2 separate regions of the Sus scrofa genome follow, and region 1 is linked to region 2. The links are chromatin contacts, called in public targeted proximity ligation maps. All regions are on one chromosome and are shown on one strand. The core of a region is the stretch at or near the end of the contact, and the rest is flanking DNA. Distances in the headings are between cores, read along the strand shown. Region 1 overlaps RAB25 (ras-related protein Rab-25). Region 2 overlaps PMF1 (polyamine modulated factor 1).

What was found.
Region 1: a targeted proximity ligation map of alveolar macrophages shows a contact between it and region 2. A contact is called at or near these places in 4 of 47 Hi-C or Micro-C datasets (blood, epiblast stem cells and liver) and 1 of 2 datasets of targeted methods (alveolar macrophages).

The regions. Positions count from the first base shown.
Region 1 is chr4:93,959,186-93,964,884 of Sscrofa11.1, reverse strand. RAB25 (ras-related protein Rab-25) reads left to right here. Exons shown (of 5, transcript XM_001928357.5): 3 at 853-1,046; 4 at 2,914-2,994; 5 at 3,374-3,749. The coding sequence ends at 3,501. Among named protein-coding and RNA genes, the nearest start is that of RAB25, 8.7 kb to the left of the region's middle.
Region 2 is chr4:93,825,001-93,830,328 of Sscrofa11.1, reverse strand. All of the region lies in intron 1 of PMF1 (polyamine modulated factor 1), which reads left to right. Among named protein-coding and RNA genes, the nearest start is that of PMF1, 9.1 kb to the left of the region's middle.

The DNA.
Region 1 (5,699 bases), core at 670-3,169, 140 kb before region 2:
CACAGTGCTTTGCACTTGATAGCCTTCACTAACCACAAGGTGAAGGGCTGGACCCCTGAGCTGCATTTTACAAAGACTCAGAGGACACTGAGGAACTCAGGCCTCCTGACACCAATCCAGAGAGTCTCCCAGACAGTGTCAGGCCAAAGGTGGTGTGTGTGTGTGTGTGTGTGTGTGTGTGTGTGTGTGTGTGTGTGTGTGTGTGTGTGTGTGTGTAGTGGGCGACAGCACCTGCCAGTGGGCAGGAAGCAGGAGTCAGGGGCTTTGTTTATACCTACTCATAACTCTTGGACTGGTCACCTGACTCTTACGAGCCTCAGTTGACTCATCAACAAAATGGGAGTAAGTAGGTACCACCCACCTGCAGAAGCTCTATCTAATTCCAAGAGTGAGACTGGATGCTTGCAAGGATGCCTCAGCCAGGGACTGCTATTTGAGGAGGCATTCAGCTAGTCCTAGAAAGATGGCCATAAGAGAGAAGGTGGCACTGTAGGTCAAGGAGCTGTATGAGGACGATCAAGAGGCCGACTTGACCAGTGACCCAGTATGCACTGGTAGATAGCAGAGGCTAAATCCTGAGCAAGGACCTCAGGAAGTGGAGGAGCCAGGAAGGAGGAGGGAGCCAATGGTTTTGGAGAAGGGAGGTGAGGCTTCAAAGGCGCCACGGCCAGGATCCCTGAAGGGCACCCAGCATCAGACACCAGAGCTTTGGGCTCTCCTGTGTGGTTTGGTCTCGTCTCTGGACTCAGTCTTCATATTTCCCCATCTCTGACTTTTGACTTCAGGGCTCAGCTCTGAGCCTGGGCTCACTGGCCCTGACCTTACCTCTGTCCACCCCACTACCCCACCCAGGTACTATCGTGGTGCAGTGGGGGCCCTACTGGTGTTTGACCTAACCAAGCACCAGACCTATGCCGTGGTGGAGCGCTGGCTGAAGGAGCTCTATGACCATGCTGAGGCCACTATCGTCGTCATGCTCGTGGGTAACAAGAGTGACCTCAGCCAGGCCCGGGAGGTGCCTACGGACGAGGCCCGCATGTTCGCTGGTGAGAGCCCACCAGGACCCAGTGTGACCCCTCCAACTGCTGCCAGTGCCATTCCAGCTCCCACCTCCCCAACCCCTTGGTCTCTCCCTAGAGCCCTGGCCTAGACTTCCTCCACAGGGTCCCCTGCCTCCATCATCTATTCCTCAGAATCTCCTAGCCCTCTCCCTCTGTGACCCTGTGTCCCTCATTATGTCTCACGGCTTGCCCTGAGCTTGTCTTTATGGGCAATTATTATTTATTTATTTATTTATTTATTTATTTGTTTTGGCTTTTGGCTTTTTTTAGGGGCCATACCCGCGGCATATGGAGGTTCCCAAGCTAGGGGTCTAATCAGAGCTGTGGCTACTGGCCTATACCACAGCCATAGCCACATCAGATCTGAGCTGCGTCTGTGACCTACACCACAGCTCACAGCCATACCAGATCCTTAACCCACTGAGCAACACCAGGAATCAACCCGCAACCTCATGGTTCCTAGTAGGATTCATTTCTGCTGCACCAAGACGGGAACTCCTATTATTATTTTTTATGGCCATGCCCAAAGGATGTGGAAGTTCCCAGGCCAAGGATCCAACCTGCACCGCAGTGATAACCAGAGCCACAGGCGTGACAACACCGGATAAAGATCAGCTGAGCCACCAGGGAACTCCTGTGAGCAATTATTCAGAGTTGGTTTCAAGACAGCCCACACTGCAATGCTCAGAGATGCCAAGTATAGCAGGTGGACTCCCCTTGACCATCTCCAGCCACCTTCCCCAAGAGTTTTCTGGGGTTTAGAGACAGCAAGACACAGAGGTTAAGGGTATAGGCTGTGGAGTCCAGAGGCCCAGCGTCACATCTCTTGGCCAGCGACACCAGTGCAAGTTCTTTATTCATTCTGTTTCTGGGCTTCAGTTTCCTCTTTGATAAGAAAGGGAAGTATGGAGTTCCCGTTGGGGCTCAGTGGTTAACGAATCCGACTAGGAACCATGAGGTTGTGCATTCAATCCCTGGCCTTGCTCCGTGGGTTAAGGATCCGGCGTTGCCGTGAGCTGTGGTGTAGATTGCAGACTCGGCTCAGATCCCACATTGCTGTGGCTCTGGTGTAGGCCAGCGGCTACAGCTCTGATTAGACCCCTAGCCTGGGAACCTCCATATGCCGCGGGTGCGGCCCTAGAAAAAAAGACAAAAAAAAAAAAAAAAAAAAGAAAGGGAAGTAGTCAAACCTACCTCACAGGTTATTTATTTACTTATTTATTTTTATTTATTTTTTTAGGGCCGCACCTGCAGCATATGGAAGTTCGCAAGCTAGGGAGTCAAATCGTAACTGCAGCTGCTGGCCTACCCCACAGCCACAGCAACACAGGATCTGAGCCATGTCTGCGACCTTGCGGCAATGCCGGATCCTTAACCTACTGAGCAAGGCCAGGGATTGAACACGCATCTTCATGGTTCCTAGTCAGGTTCATTACTGCTGAGCCACAATGGGAACTCCTGTTTTAGGTTTTAGATAAGCTACACATGCTAAGGATTCAGTGCATAGCAAATGTAGATAGTAAACACGGCATTCCTGTTTGTGACTCAGTGGATTACAAATCAGACTAGTGTCCATGAGGATGTGGGTTTGATCCCTGGCCTCACTCAGTGAGTTAAGGATCTAACGTTGCCATGAGCTGTGGTCGAAGACGAGGCTCGGATGTGGCGTTGCTGTGGCTGTGGGGTAGGCCCGCAGCTGCAGCTCTGATATGACCCACAGCCTGGGAACCTCCATAGGCCACATGTGCAGCCCTAAAAAGCAATTTTAAAAATATGTACATAGTAAACATGAAGTAAATATTATTATTGCCTTTGCCCTTTGCAACTAACAGTGTGCTTCCTTTCCTACCAGAAAACAATGGGCTGCTATTCCTGGAGACCTCAGCCCTGGATTCCACCAATGTTGAGCTGGCCTTTGAGACTGTCCTCAAAGGTTAGAGCCCCTGCCTCCATTTGGCACCCCAACCCCAACCCTGAGACCTCTGTGGGCAGTGTTAAGAACGCAGACACCCAGCCCTCCCCGACCCCAGCTAACTCCTCAGCGTCTCTGTGGACCCCCAGCCTCCTCAGAGCCTCCCAAGTATGTCCCCACCCTCCTCAGCTGGTGCTTGGGGAAGGAACCAGAAGGACACCCTTGCCAGGGAGCTGAGTCTTAGCCTTTCTCCACTTGAGTAATTAGAAGGGACCCAGGTACCAAACTCTTCTTCCTTCCAGCAACCCCCCTGGGGTTTAGAAAGGGGCACGTGGTGTGTGTTCGGGGGAGGATGGGCTTTACATCTTTGTCCGACCTCATCACTGTCCTCTGCCCTCAGAGATCTTTGCAAAGGTGTCCAAGCAGAGGCAGAACAGCAGCCGGACCAATGCCATCACCCTGGGCAGTGCCCAGCCTGGGCAGGAGCCGGGCCCTGGTGAGAAGAGGGCCTGTTGCATCAGCCTCTGACCTCATCTAGCACCGACCCTGTGCCACCGGCTCTCTGGTTAACAGCACCTCTCAACCCCCAGCTCCGGGAGCTTTCCTTGCCCTGTGGTTCCGGATGACAGAGTGGCCAGTTCCCCTGTTCACAGTCCTTCTGAGCTCTAAGATCTTTACACCCCCCCACCTCCACCCCCACCCCCACATATCTTTATTATCATTCATCCCCTCACAGACTAGGGTCTTCGAATAAAGCTGTATTTTGTATCAATGCCTCCCCATGCCCCCCTTCATCTGCAGCCCCTCCTCTGAGTCCCCGTTCCCAGCCCCCCTCCCTCCATCCTCTCACTGTACCCACTACCCCCCAGGGCCAGCTGCCTCTGGAGTCCTATGGTCTGGGGACAGTGCCAAGGGGGTGGGAGATGTCCGCCTTTCCCTCTGCCAACCTCCAGGGCAGGTGGGTGAGGGAGGACAGCATGGTGGAGAGGGGGTATCTGGAAGGCGAGACAAAGGAAACCATCGGCGGGTACCATCTGGCGCCCAGGGCCCTGGTGCCAAGAACTGAGGTCACTCCAATGCCAGGGGTGAGGGGAAGGAGGCAGGGGAGATGTTGGAAAGAAGGGGGAGTCATGGCCAGTGTGGTGTGTGCGTGCTGGGGAAGGGGTTTTAAGCCCAGGAGGTGGAAGGTCCTGACCTCCAAGAAGAGGGGGTGCGATGTGTAGGGATGGATTGAACCTGGCAGGGAGGGTGGAGCTTTCAGCTCTCTGCCTCTTCTCCACTGAGTCCAGAGCTGGCTGTCCAGGCAGGGTCTAAGTCACTGGGCCTGTTCGGCAGGGCAGGGTGGAGGGAGGTCTAAGGGCACCCCAGGGAATAGAAGGCTGTAAGTGGGGAGAAAAGAGGGGATTGAGCATTTGGAGACACAAGCAGGAAGCTGTGGGGAGCAGACAAGAGGAGCCATCCATTTCCTGCAAGGTGAGCAGGAACGTCACCCAGAATGACACAGCGGAAGCCCCACTCACCCCAAGGTCGTTCAGACTCACTGCAGAGAAAGAAGCCAGAGCCTTAAGTAATAATACTTTTAATAAAATTAAGTTCTTAATAGCACATTTAATACATTAACCCTCCCCCTTCTTGGTTTCTCTGCATTTTGTGCAACATCATTTTGACTTGATTATTCATGGGTCCGTTTTGTTTCCCACCTCTGTTTTGCTTTTGAAATGTTTTTCCTTGGTGGATTTGTACGTGTCTTCACTAGATGCCTCAAATTAAGTCTGACCACAATCCTACTCTACTTTCTACAGTGGAGAGACCATTTCCCCTGCCCCAGGGCTGTCTCCCCCCACCCACCCTACCCCACCCACACCCTCCAGTGGGGAAGGGGAAGCCCTCCCCACCCCAGACGCTACCTTCCCAAACTAGTGGGGTTTCTAGGACAAAAAGAGCAGGGGGGAAATCTGTCCCTAGGTGGGGTGAGAAGAGTAAATTGGGGAGAAGGAGATGTGTTTGGGGTCTAGGGCCAGGGAGGGGCATGACAGAGTCATTGATGTAATGGAGCAGGCTCTTCTCACCAAGAGCCCAGGGGCCTCCACACCCCCTTGAACAGGAGAGAGGGGCCCGACCTGATTGCAAGCTGGGGTTGGTAGAAGGCAAGTGCTTAAAAAAAAAAAAAAAAAAAAAAAAAAAAAAAAAGAGTTGATTTCTCACAAGCAAAAATCAAGCTCCCCAATCGTCCAGGGGGAGGGTGATGTGCCTGGAAGCCAGGACCCCGTGGATGACTCCTCCCTGAACACTGACAGATGGAGGTGAACTAGGGCAGAGGGTTAGGGTTGGGCTCACCCAAAGTCCCTGCTGCCCTCCCCCTGCCTTTGTACCCTTGGGGACCAGTTCTTCCAGGCCTTCATGGATAGCGTCACCACTCTGCCCCAACAGGTGGGAAGTCCTTCTTGGAATCTAACTTCTATGAGATGATAAAGCATATTTGCAAATCTGCAAAGCACAGTGCAACTTTAAAGGGGAATGATTATTGAGATGGGTACTCCAACTGCTGCCATGGAGGTCGGAAGCTAAGGGGGATATCCGGTGGGGACAAGGATGGGGGACAGACCATCCCAGCTCATTCCCCTTGAAGCTCTGAGAAAGTAAGAAGTGTGGGAATTCCCGTCGTGGCGCAGTGGTTAACAAACCCAACTAGGAACCATGAGGACGCGGGTTTGATCCTTGACCTT
Region 2 (5,328 bases), core at 2,074-4,573:
TCCTTATAGCATTTGACACTGTTAACCACTTCTCTGTCCTTGAAATTTCTTCCTTGGCTTCTGGCATCATTCTCTGCCTCTTTACCTCACTAACTGCTCCTTCTTGGGCTTCTCTTCCTCCACTTGTCCCTTAAATGTGTGAGTAGTGCCCTGTCCTTTCTTTATCTGCACATGTGCATGGTCACATCGCATTTGATATCTTGCTGCTGCTGAAAGAGCTTCAATGGCTATTCATTGCTCCTTACCATGGCTTCCAAGGCCCCACATATTCTAGTCCCTGCCTACCTCTTGTCCCCTGCCCCAGCTATACTCAGTCATACTACCTTATTTCCTGGAATGTCCAGAGCTTTCCTACCTCAGGGTGTTTGTTCTTTATGTTTGCTCTACCAGGAATGGTTTTCTTCCATCTCTTCCCTGACCTTCTCTAAAACCACCTTTCTCCCCTGGTTATTCTTTTTTTTTTTTTTTTCTTTCTTTTTTTCCTCTTTTTAGCACCGCACCCATGCCGTGTGGAAGTCTCCAAGCTAGGATTCAAATCAAAGCTACAGCTGCCGGCCTACGCCACAGCCACAGCAACGTGGGATCCGAGCTGTGTCTGTGACCCACACCACAGCTCACGGCAACACCGGATCCTTAACCCACTGAGCGAGGCCAGGGATCAAACCCAAAACCTCATGGTTCCTAGTCGGATTCTTTTCTACTGCGCCACGACGGGAACTCCACCACTCTCTATTCATTGCTTATTACGGTGCCTGGCACATAGTAGACACTCAATAAATGCTTTTGGAATAAATGAGGATACCCAAGCTGTGTCTTTCTCTTGAGCTTCAGACCTGTCTTTTACAATTTACTATTAGAATTCCCACTTGGTGTCCCACAGAACCATCAAGTTCAGCAAAACAGGATTTCTCCTCACTGTGTGGTTTCTAACTTGGTCGAAGATGCCACCATCTACCCATTCTCTAGGCCAGAGATTTAGGGGTCTTCACTGGCCCCTTTCAGTCATCTACTAAGCCCAGTTGCTTCCAGCCTCTCTCCCCAGTCTCCTCTCCATCCTTGTGCACATGCTTTAGTTCAGGCCCTCACCATCTCTCACTGGATTGTTGTACCAGCCTCAGTCTTGCCCCCTCCCTCCAGTCTACAGCTCAGATTTGAATATGTCCTTCTCCTGCTTTAAAAGTGGTCTTATTGGTTCAGGGTTGCTTCCAGAATCAAATGTCAGCTCCTTAGCTTAGTGTATAAGCCCATTCACTCCTTGGCCTCTCCTGTCTCTCCAGCCATGGTCAGGGCCAAGAGTGTGCATGTAGCATATGCATACTTGTATGCAAACACACACATGCACATAAAGTCTTCTGCACTGAGTGCTGCCACTGTCCCCCTACTCTTGGCACCTGCTCTTTCTATTTACTGCTCTTGTTTAGAACATCCTTCCCCTCATTTGGTTAAATAGGAACTTACAGCTGATTTCCACATAGAAAGAGCTCAGTAAGTGTCATTTATGAATACAGACTTTTAAGATGTGTGCAAATACTTGACCCTCTCCCAACTCATTAAGTTAAAAATTCTCAATCCCAAAGACCAAGTACTTATACTGGAGACAGGAATCTCTACATAATGAAAGCTGGTTTATTCACATGTCAGTTATCTAAAGGAATATTTTATTTATTTATTTTTTGTCTTTTTGTCTTTATAGGGCCACATTGGCGGCATATGGAGGTTCCTAGGCTAGGGGCTTAATCTGAGGTGTAGCTGCTGGCTTTCACCATAGCTCATGGCAATGCTAGATCCTTAACCCACTGAGTGGGGCCAGGGATCAAACCCGAAACCTGATGGTTCCCAGTCAGACTCGTTTCCGATGCGCCATGGCGGGAACTCCCCAAAGGAATATTTTAAACCTCAGGTTGAATTTCCCTACAACTAAGCATATTTTCTTTTCTTTTTTTCTGCTTTTTAGGGCCTCACCCGAACCATATGGAAGTTCCCCGGCTAGGGGTCGAATTGGAGCTACAGCCAGCCTATGCCACAGCCACAGCAATGTGGGATCCAAGCTGTGTCTGCGAACTACACCACTGTTCATGGCATCACGGGATCCCCAATCCACTGAGCGAGGCCAGGGATCAAACCCGCATCCTCATGGATACTAGTCAGATTCATTTTCACTGTGCCACAGTGGGAATTCCAGTTTTTTTCATGTACATATTAGTTTGATTAGGGGGGCAAATTTGATGCACTCCAGAGTGAATGGAAGATTATTGGCTTCACCAGGCTACCAGATATCATGAACCCATGCCCTTGCCTTTAGTTAGGGGGTCTTCCTTTCATTAGATTGGCTAAGGCAAAGACCTCTGAATCTGCCCTCTCTCAGGCTTCAGAATGTTGACATGTGGTCCTATTAGAGCCTACCATTTGCGATCTCTCCCTTGACCTCTGAATATGAAGGATTCTTTTCTGTCCTCACAGCCTCCTGGACTTTCTAAGAAACAGCTATTCTCCTATTTAGCTAAAGCAAGCAGATGAGGCTTGCTATGTTTTGCTACAAACTGAGACCTACCAAGAGAGGCAGTTAGTTAGAGGTGGTGTTGGTGGGGCCCTGGTTGAAGTTAGCACTGTTTGGAGGAAAGTTTACTCTGCCACAGGCACCCTGGCACCTGGCAGCTGTGCCACATGGTGTCAGTCCCAGGGTCGAGGTGGGGGCTGTGGAAGCAAGAGGTGGTTGACCCTTAAGTTCTTAGATGCCAGACTGGTCCAATGCCTGGCCTGGTCCACTTTTTGAGCCTGAGAGGTGCTACAGAGTGTGATTTATATAAACTGACTTAAAGCCTACAATCTGACAATGACCAAGGAAGGAGAGCTAGTTGCATTTGTATGCGAACTGGTAAGAGTTAAACTAGTGGCTGAGGTTGTTGGTATTCATAGGAGACAGTTCTTCACAGGAAAAAGAGTGGTTTTATACATAAAGTATTCTGATTAAATAAGTGCTTTAGGAGTTCTTGTTATGGCTCAGCGGAAATGAATCTGACTAGCATCCCTGAGGTTGTAGGATCGATCTCTGGCCTCGTTCAGTGGGTTAAGGATCCGGCGTTGCTGTGAGTCGTGCAGACGTGGCTCAGATCCTTAGTTGCTGTGGCTGTGGTGTAGGCCAGCAGCTTAGCTCCGATTTGATCCCTAGCCTGGAAATCTCCGTATGCTATGAGTGTGGCCCTAAAAAAAGAAAAAAAAATGCTTCAGAAATATCTCACCCTCTTTGTATGAGCAGATGATGCATGCTAGTGGCAGTGGTTAGTTTCTAAAGTGTGGGTATGACTCATCAGACTGTGGTGTGCGGCTTCAGCCCCATCATGCTGATTCTCTCTTCTTTGCATGTTTCCAGGCCATCCACCTTGCTCTGTCCCCACAGAGTCTGCCTTGCTCAAATCAGCCATTATCTCAGCCATGCCTCCCGAATCTACCCTCACACAGCAGCCTGAGGGAACTTCTAAAGTACAAATCGGAAGTTCCCATCATGGCACAGCGGAAAAAAATCAGACTAGGAACCATGAGGTTGCGGGTTCGATCCCTTGCCTTGCTCAGCAGGCTAAGGATCCGGCGTTGCTGTGAGCCTCGGTGTAGGTCGCAGACTTGGCTCAGATCTGGCGCTATCGTGGCTGTGGCCTAGGCCGGTAGCAACAGCTCCAATTAGACCCCTAGCCTGGGAACCTCCATATGCTGCGGGTGCAGCCCTAGAAAGACAAAAGGCAAAAAAATACAAGTGGATCATATCCCACCCCTGCTTAACACCCTTTCTAGCTCTTCCCAGCAGGATACAGTGCAGACTCTGTGTGCCTGGCCCTTCTCTGCCTGGCCCACCAGACTTCGGACTGTGTGTCTTGGATGATAGGGACACGTGATCCAGTTCATATGGCTCCACCATGCCCCAGCTGTGTGACCTTGGGCAAGCTTCTCTCTGCCTCAGTGTCTGCATCTGAAAAATGGGCATGGTGCTCATAGACCCTATTCCAAAGAGGTATTGTGAGGACTAAATGAGTTATTCCACATGGAGTGCTTAGTAGAGTGCCTGGTTCTAGTCAGTGCCCAGGACACATTTCCTGTTATTATGTCTTCACGGGTACAGTGTACAGGGATATATGTACACTTTACTCTTGGCTACACTGCTGGGGCCTTCTGTCCTCTGACTGACTGTGACAGTCTTGGGTCTCAGGTGGTGTTTCCTCTAGGGAGTCTTCCTGGAGCTCCCTTCTAAGCCCCCCATGCTGTCCCATCCTCATTTTGGTCTGTCTTTCCTTCTAAACTGTATGCCCTTTGAGGGTGGGATTGTACTCTTATCTTTGAGTTTGTGCCACTGAGTTCAACCTGGCAAATGGTCAGTGCTCAGTGTTTGTCAAGTGAATAAATGAATACAGTTACCTGATGGTATTTTTTTATCTTCATGCTAATATTTATCAAATCAGAAGCTTTTCCTTTTTTTAATAGAAAAAGTATTCTAATTTTAGATTCTCACTATTAACTTCCTAGTGGTTTCCAAAAGAATCCAAGCAATAAAAGGTTAAAATAAGCCCCAGAGACCTAATAACCTAAAGACATAACTAAGATTAATTTTTTAAAAATAACTTTAATTTTTAAATTTTTAAAAGATAACTTTTTTCTTTTTATAGCTGCACCTGTGGCCTGTGGAAGTTCCCAGGCTAAGGGTCAAATCGGAGCCACAGTTGCCAGCCTGTACAACAGCCATAGCAACTCAGGATCTGAGCCACATCTACAACCTACACCACAGCTTGTGGCAACACCAGATCCTCAACCTACTGAGTAGAGCCAGGGATTGAACCCACATCCTCATGGATACTAGTCGGGTTTGTTTCCACTGAGCCACAATGGGAACTCCAGCATGTATCTGTTTGTTTGTTTTTCTTTTTTTTATTACTCAATAAATTGTAATACATTTATAGTTGTACAGTGATCATCACAACTCAGTTTTATAGCATCCTGCATGTATCTTTTTTTAGTTACTCAATGAATTTTATTACATTTATGGTTGTACAACAATCATCACAACCAAATTTTATAGCATTTCCATCCCAAACCCTCAGTGCATCCCCCCGCCCCCCAACCTGTCTCATTTGAAAACCATAAGTTTTTCAAAGTCTCTGAGTCGGTATCTGTTCTGCAAAGAAGTTCATTGTGTCCTTTTTTTAAGATTCCACATGTAAGTGATAGCATTTGATGTTGGTGTCTCATTGTCTGACTGACTTCACTTAGTATGATAATTTCTAGGTCCATCCATGTTGCTGCAAATGCCGTTATTTCTTTCTTTTTAATGGCTGAGTAACTGCA